Linked DNA regions of Sus scrofa: region 2 is linked to region 1. A link is a contact called in public Hi-C data. All regions are on one chromosome and are shown on one strand. Each heading gives the region's core, a stretch centred on a gene start, on an enhancer-like site or on the middle of the called end of the contact. The rest is flanking DNA. Distances are from core to core; before and after follow the strand shown. Region 1 holds the start of SMARCD3 (SWI/SNF-related matrix-associated actin-dependent regulator of chromatin subfamily D member 3). Region 2 holds the start of GBX1 (homeobox protein GBX-1).

What was found. A called contact is a pair of places that touch in the nucleus more often than the background predicts.
Region 2: a contact with region 1 is called in a Hi-C map of subcutaneous adipose tissue, with 3 times the contacts expected there. The contact joins the promoter of GBX1 here to the promoter of SMARCD3 in region 1. A contact is called at or near these places in 12 of 47 Hi-C or Micro-C datasets (alveolar macrophages, embryonic fibroblasts, fetal liver and 7 more).

The regions. Positions count from the first base shown.
Region 1 is chr18:5,953,972-5,960,827 of Sscrofa11.1, reverse strand. It overlaps SMARCD3 (SWI/SNF-related matrix-associated actin-dependent regulator of chromatin subfamily D member 3), which reads right to left and starts at 2,362. Exons shown (of 14, transcript XM_021079264.1): 1 at 2,262-2,362; 2 at 411-551. The coding sequence starts at 449.
Region 2 is chr18:6,054,426-6,061,281 of Sscrofa11.1, reverse strand. It overlaps GBX1 (homeobox protein GBX-1), which reads right to left and starts at 2,394. Exons shown (of 2, transcript XM_003360076.4): 1 at 1,822-2,394. The coding sequence starts at 2,353.

The sequences.
Region 1 (6,856 bases), core at 1,113-3,612:
TGTGTGTGTGTGTGTGTGTGTGTGTGTGTGCGCTCGCGCACAGGTGAGGGGCGAGAAGGCGTGTGTCTGGGTGTCCGTGGGGAGGACATGGAACAAGCCAGAGGAGGCTCACTTGTCCCTGGCTCCGACTGGCTTCAAGAGGCAGGACCCAGGGACAGTGGAAAGTAAGGGGACCCTGAGCAAGAGGGGGGGCCAGTGTGGAGGTGGCTGCCAGCAGGGCCTGGGCAGAGGTTCCAATTGGGGTAGGGGATGAGAAGAGGCCCTGCCACAGGTCCAGCTCGGGGCAGAAGGGCCAAGAGGGGGCCCAGGGGTAGGACCAGAGGCTGAGAGCCAGTGACTCTCAGTGGAACCCCGAGGCTCCTGCTCCAGGGCTGGCGGGGGTGGGGTGGGGGGAGGGCAGCAGCGCCTACCTGTACCACGGCGGGTGGGTGCTGAAGGCCTGGAGTCATAGGTGGCAGGGTCCTGCAGCGGGGGAGTCATCCAGTGCCCCCTCGGTGCCCGGGCCCAGAGCCTACCGTGCCTGCAGCACCAAGGGCCATTCTGGGGGGGATCTGAAAGGAGAGGGCAGTGGGAGGGACTGGCCAGACCCCGAGCCCCAGAGCCAGACTCACAAGGGCCTGCTGTGTGGACCAGCTCCATGACAAGGTCTGAGGAAGGCAGGAGGCGCGTAGGAAGGGAGCAGGGGGCGGGCTGGGCCAGCCTGGCTGGGTGGCACAAGGAAGGGCAGCGTGACTGCAGGAAGCAGTCAGAGACCAAGGCCTACAGGTCAGGCCTGGAAGGATGCGAGTCAAGGAGCTGGCAGAGCCCAGGCCCTGGCAGAGGCAGCACCTTTGGGGGGTCCTGTCAAGAGTGGAGGAGAGAGCCGGGCACTGGGGTGGGGAGGGCATGACCGGCAGCCAGGATGGGACCTGGATGACTTCTGGAGCTCAAGGATGTCCCAAGGGACAGCTAGGGGTGGGTGGCAGTAGAGCCAACCCGCTCTGTAGTCTGCCCAGCCGACAGTGGGCCCTCCCTGTGTGCCCAGCCTTCGTGGTCACCCCCTGCCAGGGAGGAAGGCGGTGGGCTAGGGTCAGAACCCAACTTGTGGGCAGACAGCAGGTTGGGGGACGAGGAGGGGGCAGTGTGGTAGCTTGGGAGCAGTGTGGGGGCTTGGGAGCAGTTCAGGGGCATGTGCTGGGGGTGTTGGCCAGAGGGTGACTCTGAGAAGGGTGAGGAGGCAGGGAGGCAGTGAGAGGAGGGAGATGCCAAGAGGGGAGGATGTTACCAGCCTGGGGCAGGGGAGGAGGTACCTGGCAGGAAGAGGGACAATCTGAATGGGGGAGAGGTGTTGGGCAAGAGGAGGCCAAGAGGAAGGGGCACAAGGGAGGGAAGGAGGGGCCAGGCAGGGGGGAGGGAGAGGGCCAGGCAGGGGGGAGAGGGGAGAGACAGGCGGGGGGAGGGGGAGGAGGAGGGCAGGGGAGGGGGTTGGGCCAGGCAGGGGTGGGGTGGGGGTGCCAAGCATGGGGGAGGGGGGGAGATGCCAGGTAGGGAGGGGGTGGGGAGGAAAGCTCCAGTCAGGAGCAGGGCAGGAAAGTGCTGGGCAGGGAGGAGGGGACAGGCCACTGGGGACAAGTAGGTACAAGGCAGTTGGGGAGGAGGGAAGGTGCCAGACACGAGGGAGGAGAGGAAGGTACCAGGCAGGAGAGTGCCAGGCAAAGGGAAAACGGGGGAATGCAGGGGAGGGGGAGAGGGGAGGGACCAGGTAAGGGGAGGAGGGAAAGAAGCCGGGTGAGGCGTGGAGGGGGAAGAATCAGAGAGGAGGCTGGATGGGAGTTTGCCAGTCAGGGAAGAGGTGCAAGAAAGGGAGTGGGGGGAGGTGCCAGGCGGGGCGGTGGGGCGAGGGGAGTCAGGAGTGGGGGGAGAGATCAGGAAAGGAGAGGGGGGGAGCCAGGCAGGGAGAAGGGGGTGCCAGGTAAGAGGAAGGTGCCAGGAAGGGGTAAGAAGGGAGGTGCCAGGCAGAGGGAGAACAGGGAAATGCCAGGCAAGGGGAGGGGGGAAGGAAACGCCAGACGGGGGGGGGGGGCGGTGAGGGATGCCAGGCAGGCGGGAGGCGAGGAGGTACCAGGCGGGGGGGAGGAGGGATGCCAGGCAAAGGAAGGAGGGGTGATGCCAGTAGAGGCAAGACGGGTACTGCCAAGCAGGGAAGGCCGGGGCGCCGGCGCAGCGCGGCCGGGCGGCGTCTCCTCCAAGGGCCTGGGGGCCGCGCGGCGCGGGTCGCTCACCTGCTCCCCCGGGACCCCGGCCCGGAGCGCGGTCGCTCGCTCCCTGCTCGGCGCTCGGCTCGGCCCGGCGCCTGCGCCGCTGCTGCCGGGAGCGGGGGAGGCGCAGGGAGCGTCTGCAAAGAGCGAGGAGCTTAATAATGAGTTAGGGATCAGAGCAGTCAGCGTCGCCCCATCCATCCGAATGTGCGATCGCCACGCTTGGAGCACCGCGGCGCGCACTGGCCGGGCCCATTGTGATGTTCATTTAGTCAGTGCACAGATGTGCCTTCGTCTGTAGATGCGCCTCTGCGCCCGCGGATTCACATAGACCTTCAGAGGGTCCGATGTGACCGCAGACATTAGGCGCATGGGACCACAGACAGACAGACACACACACTCTCAGTGGGGAGAGGGCCTCGGTTCCACTCCAGGTTCAAGGACAGGCTCCGACGGATGCCCCCGCCCCGCCCCGTCATGCATGTGCACGCTCCTGGTCTAATCTGTGTCCCTCCGGGCTGTACTACCGATTCCGCGGGGACGCTGGCCCCGGAGAATCCCTTCCTGGACTTGCAGCCAGAGGAGCCGCTCTGGTCACTCCGCAGGCTGTCTCTGTGAATCTGACTATTCTTGAGTACTTCATACAAATGAAATCATTCTGTATTTGCCCTTTGGCGACTGGCTGATTTCACTGAGCATAACGGCCTTGAGCTTCATCCATGCTGTAACGTGTCAGAAATTCCATCCTTTTGAGGAGAAGATTCCTGTTGTCTGCATATATGCAATGCACAGATGAATATATGCCATTTTTTTTTAAGTCTTTCTGGGCAGCACCTGTGGCATATGGAGGTTCCTAGGCTAGGGGTGGAATTGGAGCTGCAGCTGCAGGCCTACACCACAGCCACAGCAATTTGTAATCTGAGCTGAGTCTGCCACCTACACCACAGCTCACAGCAATGCTGGATCCTTAGCCCACAGAGCGAGGCCAGGGATTGAACCTGCATCCTCATGGATACTAGTGGGGTTCATTACCACTGAGCCACGCGGGGAACTCTTACACACCACATTTTGTTGACCCATTTGAAACTGACAGTATTAATGGCCTGAACCTAGCCAGAACACAGATTGGGGCTTGAACCCATGTTTTAAACGAGCACTCACCTGAGGTCTGGACTCACTGAGGTTCAGGTTCTTTATGCTTCCGTGCAGAAGGAATTCAGCGAGAGACACAGTGATAGCCAAGAAATAGATTTATTAGGATAGGACGCTTGTGAGGGATGCCAGCAGGCAGGCAAGGAAGCTCTGCCCCACGAATCAGGTGGGCTACAGCTTTATCATCCAGGGGGAGTGGGGGTCGGAAAAGCCCGCCTCTTCCTTTCTGGGAGTAGCAGCTCCTCCTGGGTATCCGGAAAGGTGTGTATTCAAATCCGCAGAAGGGCGGTCCTCAGATTCCTGCCCTTGGTCTGAATCTGAACGCAGCCCTCACCCCATCCCCCACCCAACGACCTGAGGCAATTCTCGCACCTCCACCTGTCGAGCAAGCCTGCCCGGTGCTGACGGCTTTCTAGAACTGACAGTGGTCTCCCGGCAGCCCCCAGGTTTCCCTCTTAATCTGTGATCCCCTACTGGGGCTTCCACAAGCACCTGTGCCTACGGGGTCCTATCACATTCATCTCCCTCCCGTGTTTTGCATTTCTTCTTCGAGCCCCTAGCGCTCTCTTCCTGGCACTGAACTAGGCTCTGGGGTGGTGGTGGGGGATGTGAGCTGTCCATGGGCCAGACGGGGGATCCATATGAGTAGATGGCTCAGGTAGACAGGACAAGTTCAGCCCCAGGGGCGAGGCCTGACGCTGGAGGAGACAGAATGTAGACGGAAGTTGCCAGGGACTGGGGTTTGGGAAGGAATGAGGAGTTAGTGTTTCACGAGGACACAATGTATTTTGCTGGATGAAAAGAACTCTGTGGATGGATGGTGTGATGTTTGCACCACAACGTAAATGTACTTAATGCCACAGAACCGTCCACCTAAAAATGGTTGAGATGGAGTTCCCCTTGTGGCTCGGAGGTAACAAACCCGACTAGTATCCATGAGGACACGAGTTCGATCCCTGGCCTCGCTCAGTGGGTTAAGGATCCAGCATTGCTGTGAGCTGTGGGGTAGGTGGCAGGCTCAGCTGGGATCCCACATTGCTGTGGCTATAGCGTAGGCTGGCAGCTGCAGCTCGGCTTCGACCCCTAGCCTGGGAACTTCTATATGCCGACGGTGCAGCCCTAAAAAGACCAAAAAAAAAAAAAAAAATTTAAGATGGTATATTTTTATTTGTATTTTACCCCAATTAAAAAAAATTTAGGTCCCGCTGTGGTGCTATGGGGTCGGCGAAGTCTTGGGAGCGCTGAGATGGGGGTTCGATCCCTGGCCCAGCACAGGGGGTTAAAGCTCTGGTATTGCCACAGCTGTGGCTTAGGTGGCAACAAGGGCTCAGATCTGATTCCTGGCCCAGGAGCTCCATATGCCATGGGGCGGCCAAAAATGAAAAAAAAATTTAATGTTAGTAGAAAGCCAGCAGGAGTGTTTCCTCACCCTCACCATATGTCCAGCACTATATCAGGTGTTTGTTCTTCCCAACAGGACAGACATTAATATTTGCATTTACAGAAGATAAAGCACGAAGCTCTGGGAAGTCAAGTGACACGGCCGAGGCCACGTGACTCGCAAGTGGAAGACCTGGGATTCAAATCCACGTTGTCAGGCTTCTTCCCGCCACCACTCCCACCCTAGGCAACTCTGGGGAAGGCGGTGGGGGGGTTACCTTCAGGGAAGAGGCAGCTTGGCCTGGCCCAGGAGGTGGGGTTTGGTCCCTGGCTTCTGGGCTGCTGCACCTCAGTGCTCTGGCCTCCCCTGGGGGTTTCCAGGAGTCATCAGCCCCCTCCTGCTTCACTGTCCCCCAAACATACTGACAGGTCAGGACAAGGAAGGTAAAAAGATTCTAGAAACTGCTCTGAGATTTAATGAGATGTTTTTCTGATTTAGTGTTTCTCTTTTCTTTCGCCCCTTTAAAAAATCGTATTGGAGTTCCCATCGTGGCTCAGTAGTTAACGAATCCAACTAGGAACCATGAGATTGTGGGTTCGATCCCTGGCCTTGCTCAGTGGGTTAAGGATCCGGCGTTGCCCTGAGCTGTGGTGTAGGTAGCAGATGCGGCTCGGATCCCGAGTTGCTGTGGCTGTGGTGTAGGCTGGTGGCTGCAGCTCCAGTTGGACCCCTAGCCTGGGAACCTCCATATGCCGCGGGTGCGGCCCTAGAAGGGACAAAAAAATAAAAAAATAAAAATAAAAATCGTATTGAAGTGTGGTTGATTGACAATGTCGTGTTCGTTTCTCCTGAGCAGCAAAGGGAGTGAGTTATACATACGCATTCTTTTTCGTGTTCTTTGCCATTACGGTTTCTCCCAGGATATTGACTAGAGTTCCCTGGGCTACACAGTAGGAACATCCTACATAAAACGGTTTGCATCTGCTGATCCCTTAGCCTGAGACTCTCTGGGTCCCTCCACGGCACAGCGAATGGCATTACTTCATTCTTTTTTAAGACGGAGGCGTCTTCCATTGCATATACATACCCCATCGTCTTTATCCACTCATCTGTGGTGGAACGTTTTGGTTGTTTCCACATCTTGGCGGTGGTAGGTAGTGCTGCGATGGACACTGTGGTGGATGCACCTTGTCGTGTGGTGTTCTCTGGATAGATGTGCAGTAGGGGGATGGATGGATTATGTGGAGACCCTATGTTTAGTTTTGTGAGGACACTCCGTAGTCTGCCATTGTTTTGGGGTCTAGGATACAGCAATGAATGAAATGAACTAAAAAGTTTCTCCCCACTTTGAACTTGTCTTCAAACGGGAGAGACAGCAGGTAAGAAAAATATGTGGGGTGGTCATGCCAGGCATGAAAGGTTGCTTTGGTATTAAAAAAATAAATCTTATCAGGAAGAAAAATCACATGATCCCATCAATCAATGCCGAGAAAGCACCTGACAAAATCCAACCCTCATGCGTGATAAAAATGCTTAGAAAAATTGAAGAGAGGGAACTTCCTCCAAGAGATAAGAGAACTCCTGGAGCTCGCATCACACTGACTAGTGAAAGACTGAATGCTTTTCCCCAAGATCCATCGCAAGGCCACGTGTCTACCTTCCTGACTCATTCATCACATTGCTGGACACTCTAGTCAGCGCAACAAAGCAAAAAAGGAAAGAAGACAGAGATCAAAATGAAGAAATGCAAATGTGAAGACGCCATGATTATCTACACCGAGAATCCCAAAAAATACTTTTTAAAAACCCTACAAACAAACCTCCGAGAACTACTGAGTGAGTTCTACAAGGCCACAGGTTATAAAAGCATAACGAAAATCATAACATTTCTAGGAACTCATAATGACCATGTGGACACAGAAATTAAGAATATAACACCAAACATGGGTGGAACTAGAGACTCTCAGACTAAGGGAAGTAAGTCGGAAGGAGAAGGACTCATACCATAGGATATCACTTATATCTGGAATCTAATCTACAGCGCAAAAGAACCTTGCCACAAAAAAGCATTCATGGACTTGGAGAA
Region 2 (6,856 bases), core at 1,145-3,644, 100 kb before region 1:
GGAACCCTGCACTCATCATCCCCATCGACGGCCCTCTGCTCTCTCACGTTCCCTCTGGAGAATGTGGGCACGCTGCTCGTTCGCTCGTCCTTTCCTCTCTCCTACCCTCAATATGTCTCTTCTGTTCTTTCCCTCTGCTATTCCTTCCTCTCTCTCTCTCTCTCAATGTCTGGCTTTACAGCCAACATTCTACCTGCTTCAGAAAAGAGCCCCCACTATACAAAGGGGTCAAAATAAGAACTGAGGGGAAGCTGAACGAGGAGGCCGGGTGTCTCCCCATGCCAGGGGGCTACCCCCCAGCCCCGCCCCCTCAGTGCATCCCTTCCTCCGGGGGGTGTCCGGTTCTGTCCTCCGGGCTCCTACTGCCTCCAAAGCCAACCTTCTGATGCCCGCCTTGCCCTCTCTGCCTGGGGACTATCCTGTTCCCCACCCCCACAGACCCTTGCCTCTTCCCATCGCCCTGTCGGCTGCTCCTCCCCCCACATCTTGTGGACATCTCCTCCCACCTTCCAGTCCTCCCTAGGGATGCTCAGACTTCAGTCTGTGGCTCCTCCTGGTCCAACCAGTGGGCAAAAGACAGGAGCCGAATCCCCAAAGCCAAAGGGCCCAGGCTAAAGGGGAAAGAAGAGGAAAGCAGATTCTACAGCAGCCCTTGGGGTCGAGATGTATTAGCCCCTTGGACAATTTCAAGGAAGGGCCCAGAAACCTATCCAGGAGTTGCTCTCTCCTAGCCAAGGACAAAAGGACTCCTGCATCTATCTCCGTGTCTCCCCTCGGGTGGCCCCCAGGCCCCCTGGGGTCACTTCCACCTGCCAAGCTGGGTGTGTGAAGCAGAGTCAGGTTCATTCTGATGCTAAAGAACTTGAAGCTTCAGGAAGCCCACACTCGCACGCAGCAGTCCCCGTTTTCCCTTCACTAGAGCCCACCCACCAAATCCTATAAGCTTTGGATCTCAGCACACCTGAACCTGCTCCTGGATAGCGGAAAGCCTCTCCAGCTTCTAGGGATTAAGGATAGGTAGGGAGGCCTGTTTAGAGGGATTCTAAACAGGTTTCGGTTTGAAGACACTTGCCTCTGTGGGGAGAAGGCCTCCTGGAGGGGCCAGGGTTCCTGAATTAGCTCTTAGCTGGATCTCACTGGTTCCAGAATCTTAGGTGGATTCTGGACTCCAGGCCACACCCAACCCTCTTCAGCCTCTCGCCTTTCCCTCGGTCTCCCAATCAAGCCCAGCCGGTCCCCTGCCAGCTAATCATCTTTTAGGACCCCTAGTTTGTTCCTCAAGCTTCGCTCTACCTGGGCCAATTCAGAAGTGCCCTCTACAACTGAGAGGAAAGCCGGCCATCAACACCTGCCGGCACCACTTTAAGACCCTCCCTTTGCCCCTGAGGTCTCGGAAGCCCTCCCTGAACTGACAGCTGCCTCACTGTATCCCCCCAGGGGTCCTGCCGCCGTCCCCAGGCATCCCACACTCGCCGCCTCTCTATTCCCCGCAGAGGAGAAAAATGAAGGGGTTCCGAGGAGGAGACGGGGGAGCCGCGGCTGCAGGGCCGGCTACTGGGAGGAAAGGCACTAATCTGGCGGGCAGCTCTGGGAGGCGCTTGGTGAGGCGTCGGGCACTCTGGAGACAGAGCAGGGCGGCCCTCCTGGGACCTAGAGGTGCCGCGTTGGGAACGGAAGTGGAGGGGGTTCCGCAGAACCCGCCACCGGGGGGTCTAGGATTCCAGGGCTCCAGGCAGGTGCCGAGGTTCGGAGCCGGCGGCGGGCAGGGGTTTCCAGGTGAACGAGCCTCCCGCCCGGCGCCCCGTCGGCCGCAGCACTTACCCGGCAGACTTGGGAAAGTCTCTGAGAAGTGCGGAGGCGGGGGCGGCGGGGGCTCTGCCACTTTCTCCCGGGCGGGCAGCAGCTCTTCGGCTTCCAGCCCGCCCTCCGGGCGTCGGCCGCCCGGCTCGGGGTTGTTTCGGGCGGCGGTGGCGGCGGCCGCGGCGGCGGCGGCGGCGGCGGCGAGCTCCGGGGGCCCGTAGAAGGCGTCGGGCGGCTCCGCGAAGCTGGGCAGCGCGGTGGTCAGCGCCACCATCGAGGGCACGGCCTGGCCCAGCCCCGCGCAGAAGGTGTTGGTGAGGCGGCCGGCGAAGGAGGCGAGCGGGGCCAGGGGCGGGAGGCCGGCGGGCAGCGGCGCGGGGGCCAGCGCCTGCGGCAGCACGAGCGGCCGGTAGGGCATGAACATGGGGTAGCCGGTGTAGAGCAAGTGGCCGGAGCGCGGCGGCGGGGGCCCGATCAGCGAGTCGATGGAGAAGGCAGTGCCCGGGCCCCCGCCGCTGCCCCCGGGGGCGCCCCCGCCTCCGGCTCTCTGCATCGCGCCCGGAGCTGCGGCCGCCCCGGGGCGCTCCCCTCCGGGCGCCGCCGTGCGCCCCGCGGCTCGGGCGCCCCGCGCGGACACGCAGGGCTCGCTCCCTGGCTCCCGGGCCGAGGTGGCGGCGGGGCGCGGGCTCGGCGCAGTGTGGCTCCGGCGCGGCGCTCCCTCGCTCTCATAAGGAGGGAGGGGGCGGGCGAGCGGGCGGGCTGGGGGTGTCGCCCTCCGGACTCATCCATCTTCCTCAAATTACGCTTCACTTCCTCCCTCCGCCCGCAGCCGCCGCGCCCGGCTCCCGCTCCCTCCGCAGAGCCCGTTCCCAGCGGCCCGGCCGGCCGGCCCGGGACCCCCGCCCGCCCCCGCAGCCCAACCAACTATTATTAATGGAGATTGATGAGGCCGGACACGCCGCTTTGTGAAAGTTTGCGGCGGACGAGAAGGCGGCCGCAGCTGCCGGGCCGGTGCCCCGCCCTCCACCCAGCCCGGCCCCCCCGCCCCCCCAGCCCCGGGCGCCGACTGGGAGCAGGGACTGGGAGGTGGCCCCGGCGGGGACCGAGCGCGCGGCGGGGCTGGACCGCAGAGCCCCCCGCCCCGGGCGCCGCCCTCCTTCGGACTCCGGGCCAGTCCCCCGAGCGCGCCTCCCCGCCGGCCGGCCCGCCCGCCCGCGACGTCCCCTCCTCGGCCCCCGGGCGGACGGCGCGGCGCGGCGGGCGGGACGGGACCTCGGCGCCCCCTCGGGCGGCGAGGCGGGGACGGCAGGGGGCGCGCTCGGCCGCCGGGCGCCGCGGCTCCAGGGCCTCTCAACGCCGGGCCCTTTCCGTCCCCGGTGGAGCCAAGTCCCCCTCTCTCCTCCCGGCTCGGGCTCTTCCTCACTCTCTCCTCCGTCGCGGACCCCCGAGTCCCTCACGCTGGCCTCTGTGGCTAATTTCCTCGAGTGCCCACACTCTGCCAAGGACTTACCATTCCTCTCACTTTCCTCCCTCCCTCTTCCTCCCCCTTCCCTTTCCTGCCCTCGTTTCTGTCCCTGTCCTACTCGATTGTTCCTCTTTCTCACACCCCATCCCGGTCCGCCTCATTCTACACCCCCCCCCCATTTCTCGCCTGTATCTCTGTCTCGTCTGTCTGCTTGTCTGTCTATCTCTGCCTCCCTCCCTCGCGCTCTCTCCCTCTCCTGCGCTATTAATTTCCCTGATTGGCTCCCCGACTCCAGCGCCGCTGATGAGCCCTATTCATTCCGGGCCTGACACTCTCGACCTGCCCTGGCTGATTGCTGGGGGCTGGCCCCAGGAGCGCTGATGAGCCCCAAGGGTCAGCGGCGCTAATTATCCGCTAATTGCGGATGACTCTGCTCACCTCCCCCCTTCTCAGTCGCAGCGATGGCGGCGCCTTTTACCCTCCCCCTCCTCCCGATTCCCAGAAGTAAGAGTTGACAATCTGGAGGCAAAAAGTCACGGGCACTTTTGGTTGATAGCAGGGTCGGGTCCGCGGAGCCTAAGGCTTTTAGGACAGGCGAGTCAGCAGAAGAAGAGTGACGGGAACTTCGGGAGACAGAATAAGCCTGGCCAGCTCAACGAGGGTCATCTGGGCACTGGGAAACAGTTCTTCAAGTGGGGCCAAGGAGAGGCAGGCAAGTTGGGATTAATAATAGCGAAGCCAGGCACGTTTAGGAAGCTGCAGTCTAAACAGGGGAAGTTATTTGGTTCAGAGGAAAACCTACACCAGCATCTCAGAGTCTCAAGACTGTGCAGGACAGGAGGAAGCTCTGGATCTCAGTGACCTTTGTCCAGTTCAGGGGTGTTGTGTTGGTCTATGAACACCACTCACGTTAAGCTGAGGCATTACCCTGTCACCACACACGGTCACCAGAGTGGGACAGAAGAGGGTGGGGTCCAAGGAGCTTTCTTTGGTTATGCTTGGCTGATGATACATGCGTCCAAGAGGTAAGGGGAGAGAAGTGTGGTTTCGGCGCAATCCTGATCCATCTTGGGCTCTACAATCAACTCAGTGAAACTTCTGGGGGACGAGTCTGGTGGGAAGATGTCGGCATGGAAAGAAGAGATGCCTTAAGTCTGGGAGCACCAACTCACTGCCAATGTACAAGGATAACCCTTATCCGTCCTCCTAAAGATATTTTTCGGAACTCTTTGTAAAATTAACCAAGCACTCCCTGGTACCAATATGGAAGACCAGACTTCAACGTGTATTGTAGGGAGTTCCCGTTGTGGTTCATCAGGTTAGGAACCCGACTAGTATCCATGAGGATGTGGGTTCAGTCCCTAGCCTCCCTAAGTGGGTTAAGGATCCGGCATTGCCATGAGCTGTGGTGTAGTTTGCAGATCCGGCTTGGATCCTGCCTGGCTGTGGCTGTGGCAATGGCCGGCAGCTGTACCTCCAATTTGACCCCTGGCCTGGGAACTTCCATGTGCCACAGGTGTTACCCTAAAAGGAAAAAAGGTGTATTGTATTTTGGAGTTCCCACCGTGGCACAGTGGGTTAAGAATCTGGCCGCAGCAGCTAGGGTTGTTACAGAGGTGTGGGTTTGACTACAGTTACGGTGTGGTGGGTAAAAGGAGCCGGTTGTTGCTGCAGCTGTGGTGTAAGTTGCAGCTGCAGCTCGGATTCAATCCCTGGCCTGGGAATTTCCATATGCCTCAGTTGTGGCCAAAAAAGAAAAAAAAAAAAGGTGTACGGTATTGTACTTCAAAAGTGACGGGTCAGTACTTGGTGTGATGGCTTTGCAGTGCTGGGTACATAATAGAGGCTTATTGGCTTGAAACATTAATGAGGAAACTTTGGGCTACCATCACGGCAATTAAAGCTGGATGAGCAGTAACAACACCAATCAAATAAAGGCTTTTTTTTTTGGTCTTTTTAAAGGCTGCACCTGTGGCATATGGAAGTTTCCAGGCTAGGGGGTCAAATCAGCTACAGCTGCTGGCCTCTGCCACAGCCACAGCAAGGAAAGATCCAAGCTGTATCTGCAATCTACACCACAGCCCAAAGCAATACCAGATCCTTAACCCGCTGAGCAAGGCCAGGGATCGAACCCACATCCACATGGATCCTAGTCAAGTTCATTACCACTGAGCCACAACAGGAACTTCCACGAGAGCCATTTTTAAAGTAAGTGCAGTCTCTTTTTGCACAGGTAATAAAATCATCTAGTATCAAATTCCCGAAGCTCAAGATGATATATATTAAAATATCTCCCTAAAAAGAAAAGAAAAGGAAAGAAATCTCTCTCCCACTAGTCCCCCCCCCAGTAAAAGACCGTTTTCATCAGCGTGTCACTCTTTGGCGAGATAGATGGATCATGCATTGTCAAAGACCCAAGGTTAAAGAGCTTTTGATCATGAAGGCGTGTGTCGCCTAGTCAAGCAGGAGCCTATTGCACAGAACTACACTCAGCAAAGCGGAAGTCTCGGCTCAGGCTGGCACAGAGAGTAAAAGACTTAAAGCTTGTTGCCAACAAATTCCAGTGGGCCACCAACTCCGAAATAAGTGAGACTCCAGGACGTTGTACGGCCCTGGCGGGTGCATTTGTTAGATACCGTGTATGTTCTAACCTATTTGTATCCTCAGTGTGTTCCCTGGCCATGCCGGGGCCATGAAATACGACTTCTGCATAGTCCTTGTCATTCAGTAGCTAAACCAGGGTAAAAACCCTCTCCGACACAGTGGCAAGTGAAGCAGGGCATTTCCATTCCCTGCCCTTGCCTGGGACTCATGTCACATGGTACATGGAAGAGACCATTGGCTGGAGTAAAAAGACCTGAAGTTAAGCTCCTGTTCTAACCCCTCAGTGGCTCATGTGACATGGGCCCCTTTTTGACTTAAATTCTCCACCCCTGAATGAGAGCAATGAACATCAACTCTGCCTAGTCAAAAAGCCAGTGCAGGAGTTCCCGTCACGGCTCGGAGGAAACGAATCTGACTAGCATCCCCGAAGATGCAGGTTCGATTCCTGGGGGCCTCCCTCAGTGGGTTAAGGATTGGGTCTTTCCGTGAGCTGTGGTGTAGGTCTCAGACACGGCTCGAATCTGGCGTTGCTGTGACTCTGGCATAGGCCGGCAGCTACCGCTCTGATTTGACCCCTAGCCTGGGAACCTCCTAATGCCACCCACGAGTGTGGCCCTAAAAAAGACCAAAACAACAACAACAACAAAAAACCCTGGTGCAGGGATCAAGTGACTATGAGGAAAGAGCCTTCAAACCCAGTTCTGCCTTCACTAAGTAGACAAAGAAGAGCAGGCCAATTAGGGAAGACCCCCCCCCCCAAATCAGTGCTCTCCAAAAACAGCCTCTTGCTCTCTCATCAGTACCAAGGACAGAAGCGATCGCTATGCAACCTGAACAGAGCTGGCTCCTTTCTGTACTAGGAAGAAAACTCTGTGGTTCTCCTACTGAATCGTGAAGGGGCCGATGTAGGTCAGCACTTGTTATTGTCTAAAGAGGAATTCTGACAGTACTTCTGTAATTGTGCTAACTTGTCGCACTCTCTCTCCT